2 separate regions of the Mus musculus genome follow, and region 1 is linked to region 2. A link is a contact called in public HiChIP or PLAC-seq data. All regions are on one chromosome and are shown on one strand. Each heading gives the region's core, a stretch centred on a gene start, on an enhancer-like site or on the middle of the called end of the contact. The rest is flanking DNA. Distances are from core to core; before and after follow the strand shown.

What was found. HiChIP or PLAC-seq counts read pairs in DNA pulled down with a chosen protein or histone mark.
Region 1: a contact with region 2 is called in an H3K27ac HiChIP or PLAC-seq map of hepatocytes, with 4 times the contacts expected there. The contact joins two enhancer-like sites. A contact is called at or near these places in 3 of 39 promoter capture datasets (cranial neural crest, hippocampal neurons and neural stem cells), 2 of 484 Hi-C or Micro-C datasets (bone marrow-derived macrophages and liver), 18 of 115 datasets of contacts at active chromatin or transcription factors (bone marrow-derived macrophages, cardiomyocytes, embryonic basal ganglia and 11 more) and 4 of 9 other capture datasets (adipose tissue, embryonic stem cells, liver and 1 more).

What each region holds. Positions count from the first base shown.
Region 1 is chr17:46,048,769-46,055,104 of GRCm38.p6, reverse strand. No RefSeq gene overlaps it. Among named protein-coding and RNA genes, the nearest start is that of Vegfa, 20 kb to the right of the region's middle. Within about 2 kb of position 1,639, at least 9 of the 459 cell types and tissues checked have an H3K27ac peak or open chromatin away from gene starts, as enhancers often do. A contact at or near this core is called in hepatocytes and liver, where this site is marked.
Region 2 is chr17:45,687,747-45,694,139 of GRCm38.p6, reverse strand. All of the region lies in intron 1 of Mrpl14 (mitochondrial ribosomal protein L14), which reads right to left. Among named protein-coding and RNA genes, the nearest start is that of Mrpl14, 4.6 kb to the right of the region's middle. Within about 2 kb of position 1,814, at least 34 of the 459 cell types and tissues checked have an H3K27ac peak or open chromatin away from gene starts, as enhancers often do. A contact at or near this core is called in hepatocytes and liver, where this site is marked.

The DNA of each region.
Region 1 (6,336 bases), core at 390-2,889, 360 kb before region 2:
GCCTCGAACTCAAGAGACCTGCCTGCCTCTGCTTCCCCAGTGCTGGGCTTAACAGTGTGCTCCACCACACCTGGCTGACACTGTCGTGTGTTTCCTCTATGGTTTCTGCTTCAGCCTCCAGCCTCCGCTCCTGGCCTCCCTGGAAGCGGAAATGGGTTTTCCTCCTCAGATTGCTTTTGGTCAAGGTGTCCATGCACAGCAAGAGAGAGCACACAGAGACTGAGCCAGTTGTGAGTTGAGTCTTGCATCGTTCTGAGATCTTTGAGAACTTGAAGGGTTGGAGGTAGAGGGGTCAGGCAAGGACGGGAGACAGCTTGGAAACTCCAAAATGTACGTAAAACCTGTGGACCTTTGGAGATGCTAGGAGGGGGTGTGTAGAAAGGCAGGTTTTGGCCTCAGTTGCTAGTTAATTAACCAGCGTTCACCTACACCTGTCAAATCACTGCCTCTGAGTCCCCGCCTTCAGTGCCCCAGGTCAGGCTGGCCTTTCCTGTGAAGAGCACCCAGGCTTGGCTGTTCGAGATGGAATGTCAGAGAGACATTGGTCCTGGCTGAGAGACAGGGCCTTTTTTCTGTGGATCAGCTTGAACAGTAGGTGGCCGTCCCTCCTTGCTCGTTGCTTAGACCCCTCTCCTTTGCTGATCATCCCGACACACTATTGGAGAGCCAGGCTCTATGGTGGGCCACTGGGGTAGCCCTGCCCTTAGATCTTTCTTACCTACACCAGCAGGGAACAAAAAAAAAAAAAAGGCCTAGAATTTATGCCTCATTATCCAGAGTACATAGGATATAACATTCTCTCTCTCTCTCTCTCTCTCTCTCTCTCTCTCTCTCTCTCTCTCTCCTCTCATATACTAGGGATTACATATTGGGCCTTACTTATGCTAGACAAATGCTCTACCACGGAGTTACAACCTCAGCCCCCTTTTTAAAAATATGCTTTTTATTTTGAGATAGGGTCTAAGTCATCTAGACTGACCTTGAATTTGCTCTATAGCTCAGGCAAGCCTTGAACTTTTGATCTTCCTGCCTTAGCCTCCTGAGTACCTGAGTTGACAGGCCTGTGTCACCAGGTCTGGCCTGGGCTTCTCTCTTGCCTGTGATCCATACTTCCCTGGTCAGACCCTAGCTTTGGAAGGATAACTCACTTGTCTCTAAGGATACTGTGTCAGGTCTGTAGTTCCTAACCTGTACTACATGCTATTGAGGAGCCAGATGCTGTGATGGACCATGGAGTGGCCCTGCCCTAAGGGCTCTTTCAGTTGGCTGTGCTAAATGTCCTTAGCATCTTCCTTTTGCTTCAGCTGCAGCCTCTCTAGCGGGAACAGACTGTGATACCCCCTGAAGGACTTGTGCTGTGTGGTAAACTCATAGTGAGGGCCTTGCTCCTCCAACCCCAGACTTACAACACTGGCTAACCTTGTGCCCCTCCACGCACATACCAGGCAGACTTATGCCTGTTTATTGTTCAACTGCAGACCCCAGGGGCCCAGGGCTCTCCAACACCCAGAACTGAATTGTCCCGTCCCTGGCTTTCCAAGAACAGGCTCCATCAAACACACACAGTTGTGAAACCACCCTGCTGGGCTCTCCAAGGGAGGAGGCCATTTGTGGGCTGAGTGGGCTGCCAAGGGTCAGGCCCTGGACCTGGGTGTGCAGGGAGTCAGAGCTCCGGGCAGTCACCGCCCTGTGACCTGGGGGTGGGGAGTCAGGCTGTCTTCTTGCTCTCCCGTTTCTTTCCTTCACTCTTAACTTTCTTCTCTAGAGAGAAACAGACCACAGAGCTACAGATAGAAAAGGCTCTGGGGTCGGTGTCCCAGTGCAGATGAGAATGTTGGTCTCTTGATGGATGGCATTAGGTCAAGTTTGGGAGCCTGCTGATCACAGACCCTGTTCAGTCACACAGGTTACTCAAGGCCTCACACTGCTGGTTGAGGAGGAGGTCTTTGGACTGAGCAGCACAGGCCTTCTGTGGCTGCTGTCACTTTGGACAGCAACATGGTCACCAGGAAGAAACAGGACCCTCTCCTCCCTGTTCATGGCTTATCCATTCTCTAGGCAGGCCTTGCCTTGGGGTTTTGACCTTGGCCTGTCCACAGGTCTTGTCTTCTTTGCTCAGCCTTGGGCCTTCAGAATAGCCCCATGCCTCCGACCATCAGCCCTGCTTTGGGACGGCTTCCCTTACCTAGTTCAGACACTCCCATCCACTGCCTTTGTCCACCCTTTCAGGACCACTAGGGGCTTTGTTGTAGACGGTGAGTTCTAGCTGCTTTATGTGTCCCCCTCAGTGAGAGAGCAGCCTCCTCCCCTTTCTAGGTGGTGTCCCCCAGCAGATGAGGAGCACCTTGAAGAGAGGGAAGGCTCTCTTGTCAGAATAGGCTGCTTTGGGATTGCACATCTTTCTTGAGGCTTCCCTCTGCACAGTGGAGGTACCCCAAACATTGCACTACAGAGGTGTACCCCACACAGGTGTATGTGTAGATTCTCAGTCAGGGTTTGGTCCTGATTGCCCCAGCTTTCTAGTTCTCTCCTGGTCAGTGACACCAGGTTTTCTGAGTGAGGTGGTTGGGGGAGAGGGAACTAGGGATGAGGGAGGGAGATTGGAATGGCAGGAAGTAGTGTGATACCTCACTAGGAGTCCAAGCAAGGTCTTGAAGGCCAGGCCCCCATGCCCCGCCTCCTTGAGCATCCTCTTGGATATGAGGGGGGTCTGTGTGGGGAAAGCAGCCTCTGAGCTGAGACTAGACACTGTGGTGAGGCTGGTCACTCAGGCAGGGTGTGTGACATTTGGTCCTGCCTGGGGGAGGGGAGGGAGTGTCAGGAATATCCTGACTCAGCAGTTTCCCCCTCCCAACTCAGATGGGAAGTGGGGGAGGCTGACTTCTGAGAAGATGCAGATGGCAATACCACTCCCCAACCCCTCCCCCACCCCAGCCGTGCCCCCCCCCCGGGTTGTTTGGGGGAGGAGAGCTGGGGCACAGACAGCATTTTGGAAGCACTGAAGGCTCTCCAAAGATACTGGGGAGGCAGGGGAGTGAATGGTAGAGGGGGACACAAAGGAGTTGTTAGACACGTTAGACATGGTCAAAACCGAACATCAGTAACAAGGGAAGGGGCATCTGTCAAAGAAGAGGATTGCTCCTTTGTGAGAGTGCTGGGGACAGTGAGAGGATCTTTCATTTTGCCAGGGGGGATGGCCATGTTTGGGGAAGAAGGGGTTTAGAAAGGCAAGAGTCCCCGCACTTTTCTGGGACTCTGTTCCAGGCTTCATTAAGGCAGGGACAGCTTATAACATCTCTTAGTTGCCTGACAGCTTCTCCACAGGGCTGGGCACACACAGGCACTCTGCGTGAGCTGAAGTTTGAGAATGGGTAAATTATTTTTAAGAGCAGTCTTGTCATATCAGGTACCCCCACATTAAGCTCAGAGTCATAATCTCAACTATTTATTGCACAGCATACCTTCCAAGACTTGATAGGTATAGGCTTACGTAAGACTGACTTACATAAACTCAGCCCTGACTCAGGCTTGCCAGCAGCCCTGGCGAGTAGTGAGCGGGCACACACACGTGTCAGACTATGCTCCAGAGTAACCCTTGTCCACAGGCAGGGAGAGCTGATGACACCCTCGTTAGGCAAGTCTTCAAACTTTCCCCTCTTGACATAGCTGCCAGGCAGATACCTGCTTCATTTATCCTCTGATGCAAAAATGAGTCTAATTTATGTAAAAAATGGATGTACAGAAGACTTGCCAGGACTGAATACTCACGAGACCGTGAGTGTGTATATGCGTGTGTGTATGACAGATAGGCAACCATTGGCTGTGTTCAGGTTGAAATCCCCCCTCTTCTTCTGTGTACACACCCATGAATGCGGAGATCTGAGGACTGTGCCGATTGCTTTTCACCTTAGCTCTGAGCTAGGGTCACACCATGGGATCTGCTAGGATCACTCGCGGGATCTGGAGTTCCCTGTCTCGGATAGACGGACCTGGCCGGTTAGCTCTCAGAATCTTCCTCTCTCTGTCCGAATCCTCGGGGCTGGCATCACAGTCACGTGTCAGGGCAACCAGCTTTTCCATGGGTTCTGTGAATTGGACACAGGTCCTTATGCATTCGTGGTAAGCACTTTATGGATTGAGCAACCTTCCCAACCCTCTTTTCTTTTGGAGACACTTAGCCAAGGCTAATCAGCCTTGAACTCCTGACCCTCCGGCTCCCACCTGCAGAGAGCTGGGGTTATAGGTATACACCCCAGCAACAGTTTCAAGATTCCTGATGATCTGAAGCTAGAAAACCCTGTTTTTAACAGTAAACACCTTCAGAAAAGTCTAAAGAACAGTGATTACATGACAGGTAATCCACCACTGGGGACAATATCTGTGACGACAATGTCGGCTGAAGTCAGGCACAATTCGAAATGAAACTGCATATTATTAATCTCCATGGTACCGACCCAACTTTGCATGAACAATGCCAGAAGCACGCAGGCGCGTCTTTCACTCAACTGTGTGAGCCAAGAGTTCACTCCAGCGTCATAATTTAGAGGGTTCACTGGGGGGCTCGTCCCTTATCTAGGTGACATGACTTAACAGGAAGCATGGGGTGTTGGTGGGGCTGTGTGTGTGTGTGGGGGGGATGGTAGAACACAGTCATTCATTGGGAAGACTTGGAGGAAAGATGGGGGATAAGGCAGACAGAGCCATGCTACTCATTTCCGATATGTAGGTGCTGCAGGTCCATTTGAACAGAAAGTTATCATTTGCCCTAGAGTTCTACCTAAGACGGGCGCGGAGGCTGGAGAAGCAAGCAGAGGACACGTTGCTATCACACTGATCCAAAGCAAGGGGCTATGATTCTTAGAGCAGGGAACCCCAGGGCAGCTGGAGGCTCTTCTCCAGGCTGAAATCCCATTTGCTTTGATTACTGACCTATCTCCTCTTGCTTTTCTCTAGTCTCTTGCTGAGTCTAGAGCAGTTGCAGATCCCAGGGATCTTTCCCCTAAATTCCAAATTCGATGAGTTCCAGAAGAACTGTGGGCATTATGAGACATGGTATATAAGATCAGGACCTGGTGGTAGCAGAAATGGATGGCTGGGGCCCATTCTCACTCCCTGACCTCATTTCTCAGTGTGTGTGTATGGGGGGGGGTGGCCACACTGAGTCTCTGCAGAAGCCTCCGTGGGGCTCCTCTGAGGAAGCATTTTCGAGCAGTGAGGGCAGGAGCAGGGGGCAGGGGGCAGGATGCTTTTTAATTTCTTGTTAGTGATAACAGCTGGAGGACTGCAGCAATTAAGGAGGAAGACTCCCCCAGGATGCCAGAGAGCCCCACGCCCCCACCAGAGCTCTATACAGCTTCCTCCTTTCCTCCCTTTCCATCACCAGCCTCCCCTCTTGGGCCCCAGGAAGCTGTGGACTGCAGTTTGGAGGAAGAGAGGGACGTGAGCTGGTTCCCTCCTGGGACTTTAGGGGGGACCACAGTACAAACTAAGTAGGGGAAACTGGATCTGGAAACAACTTTCCACTTCTCTACCACCAAACCTCTTGGGGGCTGCTCCAGGCTTCTCTTTGGCACTGGTCTTGGAGCATTAAGGCCATGAAATTGATAAAAGTCAGGAGGTTATAGAAACTCACACCTGTAATCCCAGCATCAGAGACACCGAAAAGCAGGACCATTGTGAGGTCTAGGCTAAGTCGGGTTGCATACAGAGTCCCAGGCTAGTGTGGGTTGCAGTGTGAGGATCTATCTCAAAAACAATGGCTGCGCTGGGGACACGGTGGTGAAATAGATTAAGTGTTTGATGTGTGTGCATGAGGACCTGAGTTTAGATGCCCAGCATCAGTGTAAAGCAGAATGCAGAAGTATGCGTTTGTAAATGCAGTCCTGGGGCCAGTGTGTGTGCATTTCACACATACATGTGTAAGTGGACCCTGGAAGCCTCCTGACCATTCAGTCGAGGAGAAGTAGTAAGCTTCAGGCTCAGGGGAAAATGGCAGAAGAAGACAGCTGGCATCAATCTCTTGCCTCTGTATGCTCGCACACAGGGTGCACCACGGATGGATCTGCTGGCTGATCCTGTGATTTTCATCATATGCAAAAGGTGGGAGAGGGAGCAACCAAGTATCGTCACCAGGATGGAGCACAGGCACTTGGGAAATGGTGGCAGGAGAGACAGAAGTCTGATGGGGCTGTGCTCGGCTTAGAAAGTGAGTCCATGCCATCCTGCTGCATCTGCACACTGCCATGGTTGACAAAGGCTGAGGCAGGAATGCAATGCCAGCTTGAGCTACATAGAGAGACCAAATTAGAGTGTAGAATGCAATCATCTCGTTCTCTC
Region 2 (6,393 bases), core at 565-3,064:
CCACCCAGGCGGGGATCCCAGCTGCCAGCAGGCCAGCTCTTCCATCCAGGCGCCTAGCTGCAGTGGGCACCACTGGAGAGCCCTGCAGAGCCATGTCTGTGCACTGGAGTATTTGCACACAGCTTTGCTTAGTGAGGCTTCAAGGCGCCACAGATAAGACTATTTAATAAAGGTGGCGGGAGAATTCACCACTCACTTCCATATGGGAACATTCCACAAACGCCAGTCACTTGGTGCCTCCGCACATCCCAGCACCTCAGTGTTCTCCTCGGAACACCCGTGAAGTGCTGTGCTACTCTACAATCAGAAAACAACCCGACGAATACAGCAGCCAACCCGGGCAATCGGAGCGCTGGACAGATGAGCCCAGCTTGACTAAGGACCTGTGCAAGTCCTCTAGCTGTGATCGCAGGCATGAGCGACGCAGAGGACGCAGCCCAGGCTGCTCACCCACTGCATACCTATCAGCTCTCTTCTTCCCTTCTCATTTCATAGAAGAGGAAACTGAGGTACAGAGACTTTTAGTGATCTCCATAGAGCCCCACAATGAGCCTTAGGACCTCTGCACCCCCAGGCTTTGAATTGTCGGGTCTCTCTGCTTTTTGAACCTTTGCTGAGGCAGTTATATCACGCCACATACTAGGCTAAATGCTGTGCACTGGCATCTCATTTAACTCACAAACACTACTGTGCAGTGCATACCATTACTGACCTCTCCCCCCCCCCCACAGCCACCAGAGGATAAGTTGACCAAGGTGACACAGGGGTGGGTGACAATTTGAACCACAGTAACCGGCTTCCTGAACCGTCGCCACACTTACTCAAGCGAAAGTAAACATGGCAGCCGTAAATATTATTTCTCTACAACTCTTAACAAACTCTAGTTCCATCAAGAACACTGACATTTTCCAGGTGTGGCACACGACCCCAGTACTCAGGAAGCCCAGGCAGAGTTTGAGGCCGGCCTGGTGTACATATCAAGTTCCAGGACAGCCAAGAGACCACAGATAGACCTCAAAAACCAAAACAACACTGACATTACAAGTTCACTTGGATCATAGGCGCCTCACTGCCTGCTGAAGGGCTTGAAATACCAGGTGAGGAGGCCCCCTTTCAGTCTGACCTAAGGCTCAGCTGTGTACTGTGCTGGGAATCCACCCAGTACCTTGACTGTGTCTGGAGAGCACTCAGCGACTTCCCAGCCCCCATCTAGGATCTAAAGATAATCTGTGGTACAGGGAGCAAAAGGACTCATGCTCTATGTAGAACTAAAAGAGGGTACAACCCACCACATCTCTGATGGGCAGCCAGGTTGTGCCTCAAACCCCAACCAAGCGGTGCCCTCCAATGCCAGCAAGCCCTCAGGCCCACTCCCAGACGAAAGCGACTCCCTGGCAATTCAAGATGAATCGAACGTAGGCCACATTATTGATCCTGGGGTCACAGGAACTTCACCTCTGCACTGGGCTCTTAGACTCCTTGCAACTTACTACCCCAAATTCAGAAACGTAGGACACCTCAAATGGCCAAGGTACTAGAAAGGCAGAACTTTGTGCCCACTCTTGAGCACAGGGGCCATTCCTACAGAGAAGTCTTCAACTTTTTGTGTGTGACAGGGTTTCTCTATGTAGCCCTGGCTATCCTAGAACTCACAGAGATCAGGCCGGCCTGTCTCTGCCTCCGAGCACTGGGATTAAAGGTGTGTGTCACCACTGCTCAGCTTCAAGTTTCTAAGGAAAAAAGTCCATGATCACTTTCAGTTTCTAAGGTATCTGGTACTGAGTGTGACCTCTGACCTCAACCGCAGCAGACTTAGCAGTGAAGAGACAACAGTATGCACTGCTGTGACCTGAAGGCACAGTCGCAGACACTCTCCTGCTTCTCCCACACTGGGAAAATAGCTCAGGTCCCGAAAAAACAGTAGGAGAGCAGTAAATAAGTTAGGTGCCCCCACACACACTGATGAGACACAGGGACTTCATAGGGAACCAACCCCTCTAAGGGTCCCCTGGAGCCAAGATGGTGCTAGTGCTTTGTCTGTAAGGCCCTGGAAGTATGACCCAGTGTAGTGTGAACACTTCCCATCACTAAATAACCGCTTCGGATGGGGAGGGGTGTGCTATGGGACAGCAAGGGACGTCAGAGAAACTCTTAACAGGCCTTTGTGTTCTCTGCTAGCAAGAGTTCATCCTGTAGACAGGCTCTGAGGCTTGGAATACTCTGGCACACAGAATGCTGTCTCTCTAAGCCTTGTTTGCCCAGATGGTCCTCACTATTTCTTCTATGACAGTCATTTAGACAGAGCCAGGTTACTGGGAAGATTCCAGTGCGGAGGTGGCCTTTCCTGTGACTTCCTGGTCAACTCGGAGTATTCTCTTCCCATTTCAGAGTGTGACTCAAAGGGCAGGGTAGAGATGACCTCATCCATGAGAAGCATGCCCCTTTCCCATCTTGGTTAAATTCCATTATGCAGCAGAAACACAGGGATTTCACAGTGCGAGGTGTGCACTAGGCTCATCCATACCTATCCCACTGGGATGCACGCTCCATGGGGCAGAGACCACTACCTGCCCTGCTTTGTTAGTGCTCTAGGGTAGAGAGCAGCTATTGACACATGGCTACAGCTAAGGGACTGTCAAACAGAGCCCAGAGTGTCCATGTGTGTTTGTCTTGACTTCTTTCTCTCTCGTTTGTTTTTTTTCAAGACAGGGTTTCTCTGTGTAGCCTTGACTGTCCAGGAACCTGCTCTGTAGACAAGGCTGGCCTCGAACTCAGAGATCCCCCTGCTTCTGTCTCCTGAGTGTTGGTATTAAAGGCGTGAACCACCATGCCTGGCTTGACATTTTCATGCATCTCTAAGACATCTCTGATGTCTTAGAGAAGTAGTTTTCAACCTATGGGTCATGACCTCTCTGGGGCCAAACAATTTTTTTCATAGGGTTGCCTAAGACCATGAGAAGACACAGATATTTACATTACAATTCATAACAGTAGCAAAACTACAGTTATGAAGTAGCAATAAAAATAATTTTATGGTTGGGGGGGATCACCACAATATGAGGGTCACAGCATTAGGAAAGTTGAGAACCACTACTTTAGAGGGTTCTTTTTTGTTAGGTCCAGTGGATTTTTGCTACTTTTCATACCTACGGCTAGAAGAACAATCAAGGAAGCACCTATGCTTGCTATGCTTTGGGAGGGGGCGGGGGGAGAGCACCGTTACCTGAGGATATTTATTTATTTATTATTGTGTGTACGTCATGTAGAGGGCAACTGTGGAGTCAGAGCTCTCCTTCCACCTTTACTGGTTCTGGGGAGCAGACTCAGGTTCTCACACTTGTGTGTAAGAATGTTGCTAAGACTGTTGCTGCCTAGCTGAGCCATCTTTTGCAGGTATCACTCGGGTTTTGAATTTCAGTTACAAAGTAACCAGCAAAGTGTCTCGCTACACAATTCAGCAGTACAAGGAGCATCAAAGACCTATACATTGTTTCCAAGCCAGGTCGGCTGGGCACACACCGTCTACGCCCGCACTCTGGAGCAAGGATGCAGAGGAGAGTCACCTTTAGCCTGGGAATTCTAAACCAGCTTCATCTTACAGAGTGAGACTCTGTCTCCAAAATCAAACAAATACATCAAATTAACAGCAAAAAGCAAAGGCCTGGCCACTTTGAAGACCACCATCCTCCCACATGAACCCTTCCCTTCATTTTGACCCAACAAATACGCCTATTGGTTGCTTAAACACTTGTTATTGTTCCCCCCTCCCTCATTCTCTTTCAGTTTATTTTGTGTATATAGTTTAATCTCACACAACATGTTGCAATTCTCAAAGTATCCTCGCCAGAGCACTGTCTTTGATGATTTCATTCCTTTGGAGCCATTGGAAACAGAAAAACAAAGACCAGGCACTTGCCTGAAGGAGGCTGGCCCAGCCAGGACTTGCATCATTTTGCAGGTGTAGAAATGAAATCCGAAATGGTACTACTGCTTGTCACTCCACCAAGGCTATAAGGCAACCGAGTCAAACTTGCTCCTACTCCAGTATACTCTGTAGGGCAGGGCTATGGTTCAAAGGCAGTTCTACCCACTAAAAACTCCACCAAAACCAAGTACAAGTTCAAAGCAGCCTGGGACTGTCAAAAAGTAAAGAAAACAAACAGCAAGGCCCGGTGTGGTGGCGCACGCCTTTAATCCCAGCACTTGGGAGGCAGAGGCAGGCAGATTTCTGAGTTCAAGGCCAGCCTGGTCTACAAAGTGAGTTCCAGGACAGCCAGGGCTATACAGAGAAACCCTGTCTCGATAAAAAGAAAGAAAGAAAGAAAGAAAGAAAGAAAGAAAGAAAGAAAGAAAGAAAGAAAGAAAGGAAGGAAGGAAGGAAGGAAGAAAGAAAGAAAGAAAGAAAGAAAGAAAGAAAGAAAGAAAGAAAGAAAGAAAACAAACAGCAAACCAACCAAGGCTGGTGTGGTGGGTCATTCTATAATAACAGCATTTGGGAGGCAGAGGCAAGTGGCTCTATGTGAGTTCAAGACCGGCCTGATCTACATATCGAATTCCAGGCTAGCCAGGCTTACATAGTAAGACCCCGTCAATAATAATAATAATAATAATAATAATACCACACCCAGCACAGCCCAAGGCAAAGCAGAGGCCGATTTGCCTCACCTGCCTGAGGTGAGCTCCCTTTACCAACATGAAGATCAGTTTCTACCTCAGCTGCCACTGAACTTTTCTCAACTTGGTGTACAGTTGTTTTTATCTTATGTTTAACTTAACGACGGCAGTGGCAAGGATCCAGGAATAAGATGTCAGGTAGGCTGAGGAATGCAGGACAGCAAGGTCAGAACCGAAGAGGAAATGCTACTGGCAGGACTCATCGCTCAGGGCCAGCCTCTCCTCTATGAGAAGTCTGTGACCTTTAAATCACTTCTCCAGGTCTCAGCGAATCGTGGACAAACAGGGGTCATCGGGAAGAGTAAAGCCACTTTGTTACCAAAGTGCTTTAGCTTCGTTTAGGGGAGAGACCACTCGGGTCGGTCGGGGAATCCTCTGGTTTGCAGAGTAAAACAGCTGGTTTCCCGTGCTCAGGCAGGAAGAGTGGTCTCACTCCTCCATCGCAAGGCTCGCCCTCCTCCCTAGAAAATCACACAATCCTCCAAGTCTTCTCTCAGCTTAGAAGAGACACAGGAAAGTGTTTCCTGACCTTCTGAGGACATACACCATTTTAAAGAGTGTTTTGATGGGGAACTCCTTCCCTATTTCCCGACTGACACCTCCTCTGGGCCCGCACATTTTGTGACCCAGAACAACACTGTGAGCCCTGAATCACAGTCCTTTCTTGAACACTGACTATAATTGTCAGCATACCTATAAAATTATACCAGATAAACTGAAGTAGGGTGGGGTGGTGCACACATTTAATCCCAGCACTTTGGAGGCAGAAGCAGAAGGACCTTGGGTCTCACATGAACAGACAAACCTAAAAATACAGACTTCTTGAGGCCTTCCCAAGCTCCCATAGAACCAAGTAATATAAACAGTGGGAAAATACATTTGGGCGACTACATGAGACAGTGGACATCACTGTCCACAACAGAGGAGCAGATCAAGACAATCTTTAAAGGACTTTTGCGTTAATCCCAGCACTTGGGAGGCAGAGGCAGGTGAATCTCTGAGTTTGAGGCCAATTTGGTTTACAGAGTGAGTTCCAGCACAGCCAGGGGTACACAGAGAAACCCTGTCTCAGAAAACAAAAAACAAACAAACAAACAAAACACAACACATAGAAAAATCAAATAAATAAATAAATGTAGTTTTTAAGTGAAAAAGGATCTTCTATATAATTTTTAAATATAAAACAGGTTATCCATTTTACCCATAGGGCTTCTTGGATGTGTCTTTCCTGTGGAACTTTGTACATAATTTTATTAATTTAGGTGTGTATTGATAGAAAACTAGCATGAACCACACTCCTGGAACAATAAAATTCACTTTGAGGCCAAACAGCACATCAGCACTGATAATAGAAGATGGGGGGCCTGGTAAGCTGATTTGGGGGCTTCTGGAGATCACTGGAAGATGTTTCTGGAATTCTACTATTCTAAAAAAAATAATAAAGTGGGAGTCTGAGCCTCTGAGCTCCTGAACCCGTTTCTCAAGTAGCACGCTGTTATAGGATATATGCCGCAGTTAGATGTCCAGAATCCTGGATGATGCAAAAGTCCTTAATCTTGGTTTTGGAGGGCTTTGTGCCACCACAGGTGTGCCACCATTACCACCAGCCCCATCAAAACCTGTTTCCTCAATACAGCTTCTCAGTGACAGCCCCAGGCAGTCTACAGCGGCAGACGCAGCTCCATCTTCTTTCCCTTACCACCACCAAAATCCTCAAAG